Regions from separate parts of the Mus musculus genome. Here regions 1 and 2 are each linked to region 3. The links are chromatin contacts, called in public promoter capture Hi-C maps. All regions are on one chromosome and are shown on one strand. The core of a region is the stretch at or near the end of the contact, and the rest is flanking DNA. Distances in the headings are between cores, read along the strand shown.

Region 1 (3,572 bases), core at 621-3,120, 400 kb before region 3:
TCTGCCCCTTCTCCCATCCCCTCCCCTTTCCCGGCAACACCTGTGTCCCAAGGTCATCCAGAATCAGGTGGGAAGTGGGTCACACACCACGAGACTGAGGCGGCGGCCTCTGTTGGGTTCCCTTACGATAACCTACACAGGCAGATTGTGTGGCCTTGCCCAGGATGGGGGAAGGGCTGAGACCGTGCGCCAGCTCGGAGCACAAGCAGGTATAAGCTTTGTATGACGAGCAGCTTTCTGAATACCTCAACCCGGAAGTTTAAAGGTATTTTATTTATTTAGATTTTTCTCGTTTTCTAAGTTTGGGTCACACACACAGCAATGATAAAATACGCTGCTTACTCTGATTTTTCTCATTCGAGGTGTAACATGTGAACAGATCTTAACCACGCAGTGTAACTTTTATCTTATTTGTGTACACTCATGCTCAAGGTCAAGTTGTAAACTGGACAGAGTGTTGAACACCTATAATCCCAGAACTTGGGAAATGCTGACCGGAGGCCAGAAGTCAAGTTCATTCTCAGGCTATGTAGCACACCCAAGGCCATCCTGGACCTCATGAGACTATCTCAAAAGCAAAACAAAACAAAAAAATCTAGTTGTAGAGAATTTGCAGAGTCAGTCCTTTGCCTCCTGCCAGAACAGGCTCTGCAATCAACACAGTTACCGTTCTGGTTCGTATCCTCCTACCAGCTGCCCGTATGTATGTATGTATGTATGTATGTATGTATGTATTTTAACATTTATTGTGTGTGCTTGCAGGTGCAGGCCACCTTATGCATGAGAAACCAGGGGATAAAACTTGCAATAGTCAGTTCTCCCCTTCCACCTGTAGGTCTTGGCTGTCAAGGTTGGTGGCAGACACCTTACCCACTTGGCTATCTTGATTGCCATTGTTTGTTTCTTGCCTTGCTGGGAGATAGAACCAGGGTCTTGAGCATGCTACAAAAGCGCTCTACTCCTGAATTATCTCCCTATCTTATGGGGTCTGTTTGTGAATTTGATGTGAACAGTACTCTTTGACTCTTTCTGTCAATGTTACTAAAATATGAACTTTTAACATGTGAAATCTTGGAGCCAGCTGTGGTAGCAAACATCTTGATTCCCAGCACTTGGGAGACAGAGGCAGGTGGATCTCTGTGACTTCTCCAGGCCAGCGTATTCTGCCTAGCTAGTTCCTGGCCCACAAGACTACATAGTGAGATCCTCTTTGTGAGAGAGAGAGAGAGAGAGAGAGAGAGAGAGAGAGAGAGAGAAAGAAGAAAGAAAGAAAGAAAGAAAGAAAGAAAGAAAGAAAGAAAGAAAGAAGTAAAGTAAGGAGGGAGGGAAGGAGGGAGGAAGGAAGAAAGAAAGAGAAAGAAAGAAAAGAAAAAGGAAGGAAGGAAGGAAAGGTGAACTCTCGGGTTGGAGACATAGCTCATCAGCAGAAAGCTTGCCTGGACTCCTCGGTAAAGCAACTGGATGCCTAGTTCGGAGGAGGGCCACGTACTTGTATCCTCCTGGGGCTGTGACTCAGTCGTAGATCGCTTGCCTAATAATGACCACTTTTATCGCCAGGCCACATACAAATAAGCTATTGAGCATCTAAGACAACCGCGAGGCAAAAAGCATGCGTTGGTTTCAGTCACTAATTTTGTAGCAATGTGTTTTGCTTTTGTGACAGAACGCCAAGCATAACATTGAGACCAAAGGAAAGGCTTTTTTTGTGCCGCATAAAATGCTTTGTCCGAAGCCCTCCCAGGGCTCCATCCTGCTTTGCGCCTGCCATCACGTGTGCAGCGCGTGCTGGGAGACCCTCAGCGCATGCTCGCATGCTCGCTGCGTCTATCGATCACGTGCCGTTTCTCTCGTGCACAGCCCGCGTGGTGCCTGACTTCCGGGGTCGTTTCCGGCAAGGCCTTTGGAGACAGTTGTGCGGCAAGATGAGCGTCTTCTCGCGCCTCAGGAACGGAATCCCACCGTCGCGAGACGACTGCCAGGTACGGAGCGGGGTTCGGGAGCCTGGGAGCACGAGCTGGGGAGCACCTGGAGCGCGGCCATGGGTGGCAGCACCCGAGACCCGGGAGCCCTGGAAGGGGCTGGCATCCTAGGCCAGGTGAGGGCGGGACCATGGCGCTGGCCTGAGGCGATGAGGCAAGCGGCTTCCACCTCTGAGGCCTGTGGCTTTCTCTCCACCAGTCTCCCTATGAGCGACTAAGTCAACGCATGTTGGACATCTCCGGGGACCGAGGTGTGCTGAAGGACATCATCCGAGAGGGCACTGGCGATACCGTGACACCTGACGCTTCTGTGCTGGGTATGGAGGCCGCTGCTGGCTGCTCTTTTGTCCTTGGGTTAAGTTTGTTTTTGTTTTTTTTGTTTTGTTTTGTTTTGTTTTGTTTTTTAAGACAGGGTCTCATGCAACCCAGACTGGCCTCTTAACTGCCGCTCTAGCTGAGGTTGACCCTGAACTTCTGATCTTCCTGTTTCTGCCTTTCAAGTCCTGGGCTAATGGTTGGCCACCACTACGTTTTATAGTGTGCTAGGGACAGAGCCCTGGGAATGTACACCAACCCTCTTGGCAGGGTCAAGGTGTTGTTTCCAGGTACCAGGGATTGAACCTGGAACCTGAGTACCTTCAGTGAGTGATTGCATATTTACAAAATACGGCGTTTTATGGGACTGGCTGTGTTTCCCCTGAACAAAGAGGGTTTGGTTTTGAGAAGCAATCTCATGTCTGCAGGCCTCAGACCGTATGTAACCAAAGATGACTTAGAACTTTTGTGTCACCTCCCAAATGCTTAGACTACTCGTGTCTGCTAACATGCCTGGTTCTGAGGTGCTGGGGATGGAACCCTGGGCCTTCTACATGCTACTCAGACATTCTACCAACTGGGCCACATCCTCTGCCTGTTTTGTTGTTGTTTATCTGGTTTTGTTTGTGGTTTTGATTTTCTTGTTTGTTTTGTTTTGGGGGTGGAGTGGTGGGGTTGTTGTTGTTTTGTTGTTGTTGTTTGTTTTTCAAGACTGGTTTCTCTGTGAAACTCCCTTTGAAGACCAGGCTGGCCTCGAATTCACAGAGAGCTGCCTGCTTTACCTCCCAAATTGCTGGCATATGCCTTTGTTTTAATTTTTTCTTTAAAGATTTGTTTGTTTGTTTGTTTGTTTGTTTATTACATCTAAGTACACTGTAGCTGTCTTCAGGCACACCAGAAGAGGGCATCAGATCTCATTACAGATGGTTGTGAGCCACCATGTGGTTGCTGGGAATTGAGCTCAGGACCTCTGGAAGAGCAGTCAGTGCTCTTTAACTGCTGAGCCATCTCTCCAGTCCTGTTTTAATTTTTTGTTTGTTTTTGAGATACGGTTCACTGTGTAGCCCTAGGTAGCCTGCAACTCTGTATGTAGTAGACCAGGTCAGGCTCTCCTCAAACCTCAGAGATCCACCTGCCTCTGCCTCCGTAGTGCTGTGCATCACCAAGTCTAGCCTTTTTTTTTTTTTTTTTTTTAAGACAGGGTCTCCCTGTATCTCAAGCCAGTCTCAAATTGACCCTCTTCCTGCCTTAGCTTCTTTAGAGCTGGGGTGACAAGTG
Region 2 (3,218 bases), core at 440-2,939, 490 kb after region 3:
TGTCTTGTTTTGTTTTGTTTCGAGACAGGGTTTCTCTGTGTAGCCCTGGCTGTACTGGAACTCACTCTGTAGACCAGGCTGGTCTTGAATTCAGAGATCCTTCTGCCCCTGCCTCCCGAGTGCTGGGACTAAAGGCGTGTGCCATCACTGCCCGGCAGGATCTTGTAGATTCCTTTTTTTTATGATCACCTATCATGTAGCCCAAGCTGCCCTCAAACTCACGTTGTTGCTTAGGATGACTTTGTCCTCGAAGTCCTCGAGTCGGTTACTGTGCCATATCATCTGGTTTTATGTGGGGCTGAAGGTCAAACCCAGGGCTTCAAGCAAGCACGCTGGACAACCATTCTATACACTGACTGAATTATATCCCTAGTGAAACTGAGTGTTTTCACTTTTTGAGACAGGATCATATGGGCCAGCCAGGCTTCAAACTCTCAGAAATCCTCTTGCTTCAAACTTCTAGGCCCTAGGATTATAGATGAAAGCCACTAAGCCTAACTCTTTATTATATATATATATATATTACAGGGATTCTCTAAGTTCAGACTGGGCTAGAATTCTCTATGATGCTCAGTCTGACATGAACTCCCAATCCTCCTGTCTCCGTCTCCTGAGTGCTGAGACTACAAGCACATTCTATCATGTCCTGCATCTATTTACCTTTTACTTACTGAATTTGAGGCACAGTCTCCCTGAGTGGTTTGGGGACTTGTCTGGTACATGTCTCTCTGCTGTGCCTATCCCAGCAAAGGCCTAGCCAAAGATTCAGGGGACCACCTGGTTACCAACCAACTGCTGGGTTGACTTGGGACATATGGCTTTGGAGAGGTTGGAGGGGGAGGGTCCCCCAGTGTTCCCCTCCCCCATTTAGTAGTATACAGGAGGTCAGATGGATGGTAAAATAAAACTCGGGACCCAAAACCACTCTGTGTGGTTGTGCTCACCTGTAATCCCAGTATTTGGGAAGTAGAGGGTCAGAAGTGCAAGGTCATCTTCAACTACATAGAGAGTTTGAGGCCAGTGTGGGGTGTGCGAAACTATCCTAAAACAACAACAATAAGGGTTTTAGGGTGTAGTTGTATAAGTAGAATGGTTGCCTTACATACAGAAAGCTCTGGGTTCGAGTCTTCCCAGGTATAAACTATAATCCCAGCACTTGGAGGTAGAGCCAGGACGATCGGTTGTTCAAGGTTATCCTCACTTTTCAGTTCGTGAGTGTTCAGGACCCTAAAACAGTTTGACTGCAACCAGGGCTTTATGAGATTCCAAGATAAAAAATAAATAAATAAAAAGGCCTGGGCCAGGCCATCCAAGAGAAAAACCTGGGGTCCCTCCCTTCTGACCTTGGACACTCCAGGCATAAGAGTGACCAGGAGGGCAAACCACCTAGGGATCCTCCGGGCGTCCTCTGGGTGACCTTGATGTATTCTGATCTCTCCGGGGAGGGGGTTCTAATCCGTGGCTGGGGGAGTCTCGAGGCTCCGAGGTTGTGAGTCCTCCCCCACGGTGGCACGGGGCGGGCCGTGCGGGCTAATCCCGTATGTAAATGACAGCCAATGGAGGGTGGTGTTGCGCGGGGCTGGGATTAGGGCCGGGGCGAATGGCTGGCAATCTTACTGGGATTACAGAACAAAGAGAGAACCTCCCAGAGCCCGGGCTCGGCTTCGCGCTCGCTCCGCGCCCCGCCCTCCGCCGCAGCCCGCGCCGGGGGTGGGGGCCCCGCGCAGCCCCCGGCCGGCCGCCCGCACCGCGTCCGCCCTCCTTCCCTCCCTCCCTCTACTGATCCTGTCCCCCATTCCCGGATTATTAACTCAGCAACCAGAGGCGACTGGATCTACCGAGTCCTGGCCACCGGGCCCGGGCCGGGGCGCCCGGAGCGCTTGGGGATCCTGCAAGGTAAAAAAAGGAGAAAGTTTGACTGGGGGCGGGGGTGGGGGTGGGGGATGGGATGAGGGATGATGGAGATGGGGTGCTCTGGAGCTTGCTTTGGTTTTGAGCCCTTATTTTTGCACCCCCCAACCTCAGTGTGTTGTGTGTATGGGAGGTCCCTTCCCCTCCCCCTCCAGGTGTCTCAATTCTAAGGCCCGCCTTTTGGGGTGTGTGTGCACGTGATCGGGATTATAATTCGAGTTTGGAGGGGGATGGGTTGGGATGGTCAGCTTCTTCCCTCCGGATACCTGCTGGAATCGGGGAAAGCAGACACCCCTCTCACCCTCGAATTCCCTGGAGGTGGAGAGAGAAGCGCCCCACTGGCCTGGAGCCCAGCAGGCCTGGATACAGTTGGGCGAATGAGGTCAGTGGTGCTGCCCTGCCGGGGGAGGTTGGTGGAGGGGGCGTCGGAAAGAAGCTTTCCTCCCCCTCCCCCTTTTCCTCTCCTGTCCTCCAACGCTCAAGCTGAGTCCGAACACTGCCCCAGAGCGGCGGTTTTTTTTTTTTTTTTTTGGGGGGGGGTCATCCTGTAAAGAGGCTGGCTTGCATGGTGGGAGCCGGACCTCTTTGGTTGGTTGGGGGTGAGTCAAAGAGACTTAGGGTCTCTAAAAAAGGGGCACAGAGGGTGCCAAGGAACAAGTTTGAGGGAGCCTCGGCTGTGGGTGGTCTCTGAGTTCTTGAAGAGGAGGGGGAGGGGCCAAAGGGTGCTTAAAGTCTCCCCATCCGGAGTCTCTAGGAGTGATCGCGACCGGTGTGACTCCCAGCTTTGCAGCCAGTCAGGGGGCTGAGAGGGCGACTTTTTTCCTGGCCTCTAAGCCCCAGGGAAACGGGGGATGGGGGGGAGGACACCCGTGGCTCTCAGAGTTTGGCTGCTCTGTCAGGAGACTAGCGGAGACCAGCATCGGGTCTGGCGACCCAGCCTCCCTGGAGTAGACTAGAGGTGGCAGTTCCTGGGTCCCCTTCCTGGGGAAGTGAAAGAACTCAGGAGCCGGGCTCAGCGATGGAGTGTGTATCTGGAATGTGGGGCGTGAAGGCTGGTCTTCGGCAGGTTTTTAGAGGAGTGGGAATTCACAAGGGGCTTCTCTTCCGGCTCAGACTGCAGAGCTGCTCCTGGAAGCTCAGTGGTCAGTGCTCCCTGTTCCTCCGTTGGGGCCCTCCAAGACCTCTGGCCTTGGGAGGTGCCTTGATCCGTTCATTTATTTTAGCAGCGTCATTCCCAGAGGGAAAGGGCACCGGCATCGATTATTTATTCTATTTGGAGCAAGAGGAAGTGGAAGGAGGCTGGTGGC
Region 3 (3,572 bases), core at 782-3,281:
ACACCAGGAATCGAGCACCTGGGAAGTGGAAGCAGGGCCGGGAACAGAAACTTAAGGTTGGAGTTGGAAATGAGGTTCGGTTGGGTAGCGTGCTGGCCCTGCATCCACAAAGCTCTGGGTTCCATGCCTAGCACCATATGTGGCTTGTAATCCTAGCATTTGGGAAGTGGAGGTTTGGATGTTCAAGGTCATCCTTAGCTACCTCGGGAGTCTGAGTCAGTATAGGAAACCCTGTCTCGAAAGAAAGAAAGAAAGAGAGAGAGAGAGAGAGAGAGAGAGAGAGAGAGAGAGAGAGAGAGAGAGAAAGAAGCAAAGAAAGAAAGAAAGAAAGAAAGAAAGAAAGAAAGAAAGAAAAAGGAAGGAAGGAAGAAAGAGAGAGAGAGAGAGAAAGAGAGAGAGAAAGAAAGGCAGACTAGCCAAGGACAGTCAGGGGTGATCCCAGATGGGGCTATGATTACAGGAACTACATCAATGACCCCCTTCTCCTAGTTCCCCTCTGCCCCTCCTGTGCACCTGTGGTTCTCCTTATCTGTATTTTCCCAGGTGCCTTTGGGATACATGTGGTCCCTTCTCAGCCTGCTCTCTCTTGGATGGACATGTTCATCTCTGTCCTTTGTACCAGGTGGGGTGGGAGCGGGGCAGGGGGTGAGGGAGCACAGGAGACTGTCTTTCCCTCGGCTACCCCTCCCCCACCCCCCCAAGGCCAGTGTCTGGTCAAACTAGATTCCTTGTCTTGTGAAACATCTCTCTGACCCGGGTCTCCTTGCTGTCCCCTCCCTGCAGGAGATGTCCTCTTTGACCCAGTGCCCACTGCATTGCCCAATCACCCTGAGAGGGTTTGTGTCTCTTCGTACTGGTGTCCCTAGCATAATCTCAAAATACATTGACTCCTAGAAGTCCTCTGGAATTGTGGCTGGAAGCACACCATCTCTCTTCATCTCCCTGCAGACAGACCTCTGGTGGAGGGCCCCCTTTCTCTTCGATGTCACCAAGGACTTTGTGCCCAGGCTGGCTTTATGGGAACGGCTCCTGTGTCTCAGAAGAATAAACATCCTGTCTCTGGGGCCTGGCTGGGTTTTGAATTTGTCTCCATCCAGTTCTCACCAAGCAAGGCTCAGCCCTAGGAAGGAAGAGAGGACAGGATTCTGTCACGACCCCACCACCCCCAATTTTAAATTGTGTTTATTTATTGATGACATTTGTGCATCAGAGGACATGTGTGTCTCCTGTCACAGAGGTCCCAGGTCCTTGGGGCTTGGAAGCAAGCAGCTCTACCCACTGAACCATCCCACCAGCCTTTCTGCCTTTCCCTGTTTCTTGTTCTGGACCAAAGTGCCTCGCCTCTACACCCTGAGGCACTATGGCTGGGTGGGGAAATCACATTAGGACAGCAGGTGATCTGGCTCCCGCTGTCCCCACCCCAGGTCCTCATTTCCCCACACCAACTTCCTCTGGCCAACAGTAGGAAAGTTGCTGTTGAGGCAAAGTACAGATGTTGTCCCATTAATGACAATAATAGCCATGATGGTGGTGATAAAGTTGATTTGGTAAAAGCAACACTAATTAAGACAGGGGTTCTCTTGGACACCCCTAGACACTAGGTTCAGATTCTCCAGTAAAGGGTCTTCATTCTCTTGTCTCACGGGAGCCTGGAATGAGTCTTGGGGACCTTCCCACGGGAGCCCGGAATGAGTCTTGGGGACCTTCCCTATAGGCTCTGAACCCTGGGGAGGCTTGCTTCTCAGTCTAAGTTGTCCCCACCCGGTGAGCATCCAGGTGCTCTAGGCTGGTGACTCAGTGTCTGTGTCCCAGCTGACCTCAGCGTGAGCCTGGGGGCTGGGGGAGATGATAGTTTCTTGTGATACTGGCGGGTGACTCAGGGGCCCAGGACAGGGGCCTCTGAACGCCTTTGTTGGCCCAAGCTCAGGAATCCAGAGAAACTGGTCCCGAGGGAGGCCTCCGGGACTGAAACCCCTCCCTCTGCCTCCGCCCCTCCTCTAGGAGCTTTAACTGCAGCACCTGTGGCCGCCCTTTCTTGTTGCAGGTGCAGGCAGGAAAGAGCTGCAGTGTTCGCGCTTGGTAGCTGGTGCATCGGACTCAGCTGGCTTTGTGTCCCTGAGGCTCACCGAAAAAAACTTTCTCAGCCCTCTGACTCCAGAGAGAGAGAGAGAGAGGTACTTTTTGTGGTCACCGACTTTGACCCCTGCAGAGGCTGAGCGATGGCGTCTATGGGACTACAGGTCCTGGGAATCTCCTTGGCAGTCCTGGGCTGGCTGGGGATCATCCTGAGTTGTGCGCTCCCCATGTGGCGGGTGACCGCCTTCATCGGCAGCAACATCGTCACGGCACAGACCAGCTGGGAGGGCCTCTGGATGAACTGCGTGGTGCAGAGCACAGGTCAGATGCAGTGCAAGATGTACGACTCGATGCTCGCCCTGCCGCAGGACCTGCAGGCCGCCCGAGCCCTTATGGTCATCAGCATCATCGTGGGTGCTCTGGGGATGCTTCTCTCAGTGGTAGGGGGCAAGTGCACCAACTGCATGGAGGACGAGACCGTCAAGGCCAAGATCATGATCACCGCCGGAGCCGTGTTCATCGTGGCAAGCATGCTGATTATGGTGCCCGTGTCCTGGACCGCTCACAACGTCATCCGCGACTTCTACAACCCTATGGTGGCTTCCGGGCAGAAGAGGGAAATGGGGGCCTCGCTTTACGTCGGCTGGGCGGCCTCCGGGCTGCTGCTCCTGGGAGGAGGCCTCCTCTGCTGCAGTTGCCCACCTCGTAGCAACGACAAGCCCTACTCGGCCAAGTACTCCGCCGCCCGCTCTGTCCCCGCCAGCAACTATGTGTAAGGTGGGCCACTCTGTCCACATTGCCTTTGTTATCTTTTTTTCGGATTGAGCTCATAACAGCCTGTGGCCCCTCACATTCTCCAGGACCTGCCCTGCTATGGGCCACTAACTGCTTGCTGGGGACAGGCAAACCCGGACTGTGCAAAGTTACTAGCCCGTAGCTCTTGGGCTGCTCCACATGGCTCCTTACGGCCGGCAAGAATGGATGTAAAAATATCTTGCTGCTTACATCCAAATTGCTGGTGGATATGGGGCTGAAGGCAGAAGCAGCTGGGAAGGGCAGTAGAGGCGCAAGCTGGGTCCTGCTGGCCGGGGTAGCTCAGCTGTGACTTTGGACTCTGGAGTGGATGTCCTCATGTTAGCAAACGTCCACTGTCCTTTCTCTATCCCCCTCACTCAGCCTACACGTTACTCCAGCGCTACTCTTGCCATTACGCCCCGTGTTTCCGAGCACAGCTGGTCCTACCCCAAGTCATGGTGTGCTGAGTGACTGACTGAGGGGCCATTGAGAGCCGGTGGGCTCTGCCATGGAACCCTTCCGTTGATTAGCAATGACTGTGCTTGACCCACCCACCTACCCTACTAATGAATTTCTGTAGAGTGGATGGACGGGTTTGAGGGAAGAAGGGTGGAGGTGGATTAAACTGGTTTGGGGAGGGCTGGGGACCTAGAAGCAGCCCAGTGTGTCCCCACCCCTTTTCCGCACTGTCTTGCTAATGT

The links. Promoter capture Hi-C pulls out the DNA fragments that hold promoters and counts their contacts. Capture Hi-C pulls out chosen DNA fragments and counts their contacts.
Region 1: a contact with region 3 is called in a promoter capture Hi-C map of liver. The contact joins the promoter of Fkbp6 here to the promoter of Cldn4 in region 3. A contact is called at or near these places in 1 of 39 promoter capture datasets (liver), 1 of 115 datasets of contacts at active chromatin or transcription factors (embryonic stem cells) and 1 of 9 other capture datasets (liver).
Region 2: a contact with region 3 is called in a promoter capture Hi-C map of liver, with 2.2 times the contacts expected there. The contact joins the promoter of Gtf2ird1 here to the promoter of Cldn4 in region 3. A contact is called at or near these places in 2 of 39 promoter capture datasets (cranial neural crest and liver) and 1 of 115 datasets of contacts at active chromatin or transcription factors (embryonic stem cells).

The regions. Positions count from the first base shown.
Region 1 is chr5:135,348,342-135,351,913 of GRCm38.p6, reverse strand. Fkbp6 (FK506 binding protein 6) reads left to right here and starts at 1,870. Exons shown (of 8, transcript NM_001277891.1): 1 at 1,870-1,979; 2 at 2,179-2,296. The coding sequence starts at 1,923. It also overlaps a transcript of Trim50 not described here.
Region 2 is chr5:134,455,187-134,458,404 of GRCm38.p6, reverse strand. Gtf2ird1 (general transcription factor II I repeat domain-containing 1) reads left to right here and starts at 1,689. Exons shown (of 30, transcript NM_001081464.2): 1 at 1,689-1,896.
Region 3 is chr5:134,945,393-134,948,964 of GRCm38.p6, reverse strand. Cldn4 (claudin 4) reads left to right here and starts at 2,031. Exons shown (of 1, transcript NM_009903.2): 1 at 2,031-3,572. The coding sequence starts at 2,220. The coding sequence ends at 2,852.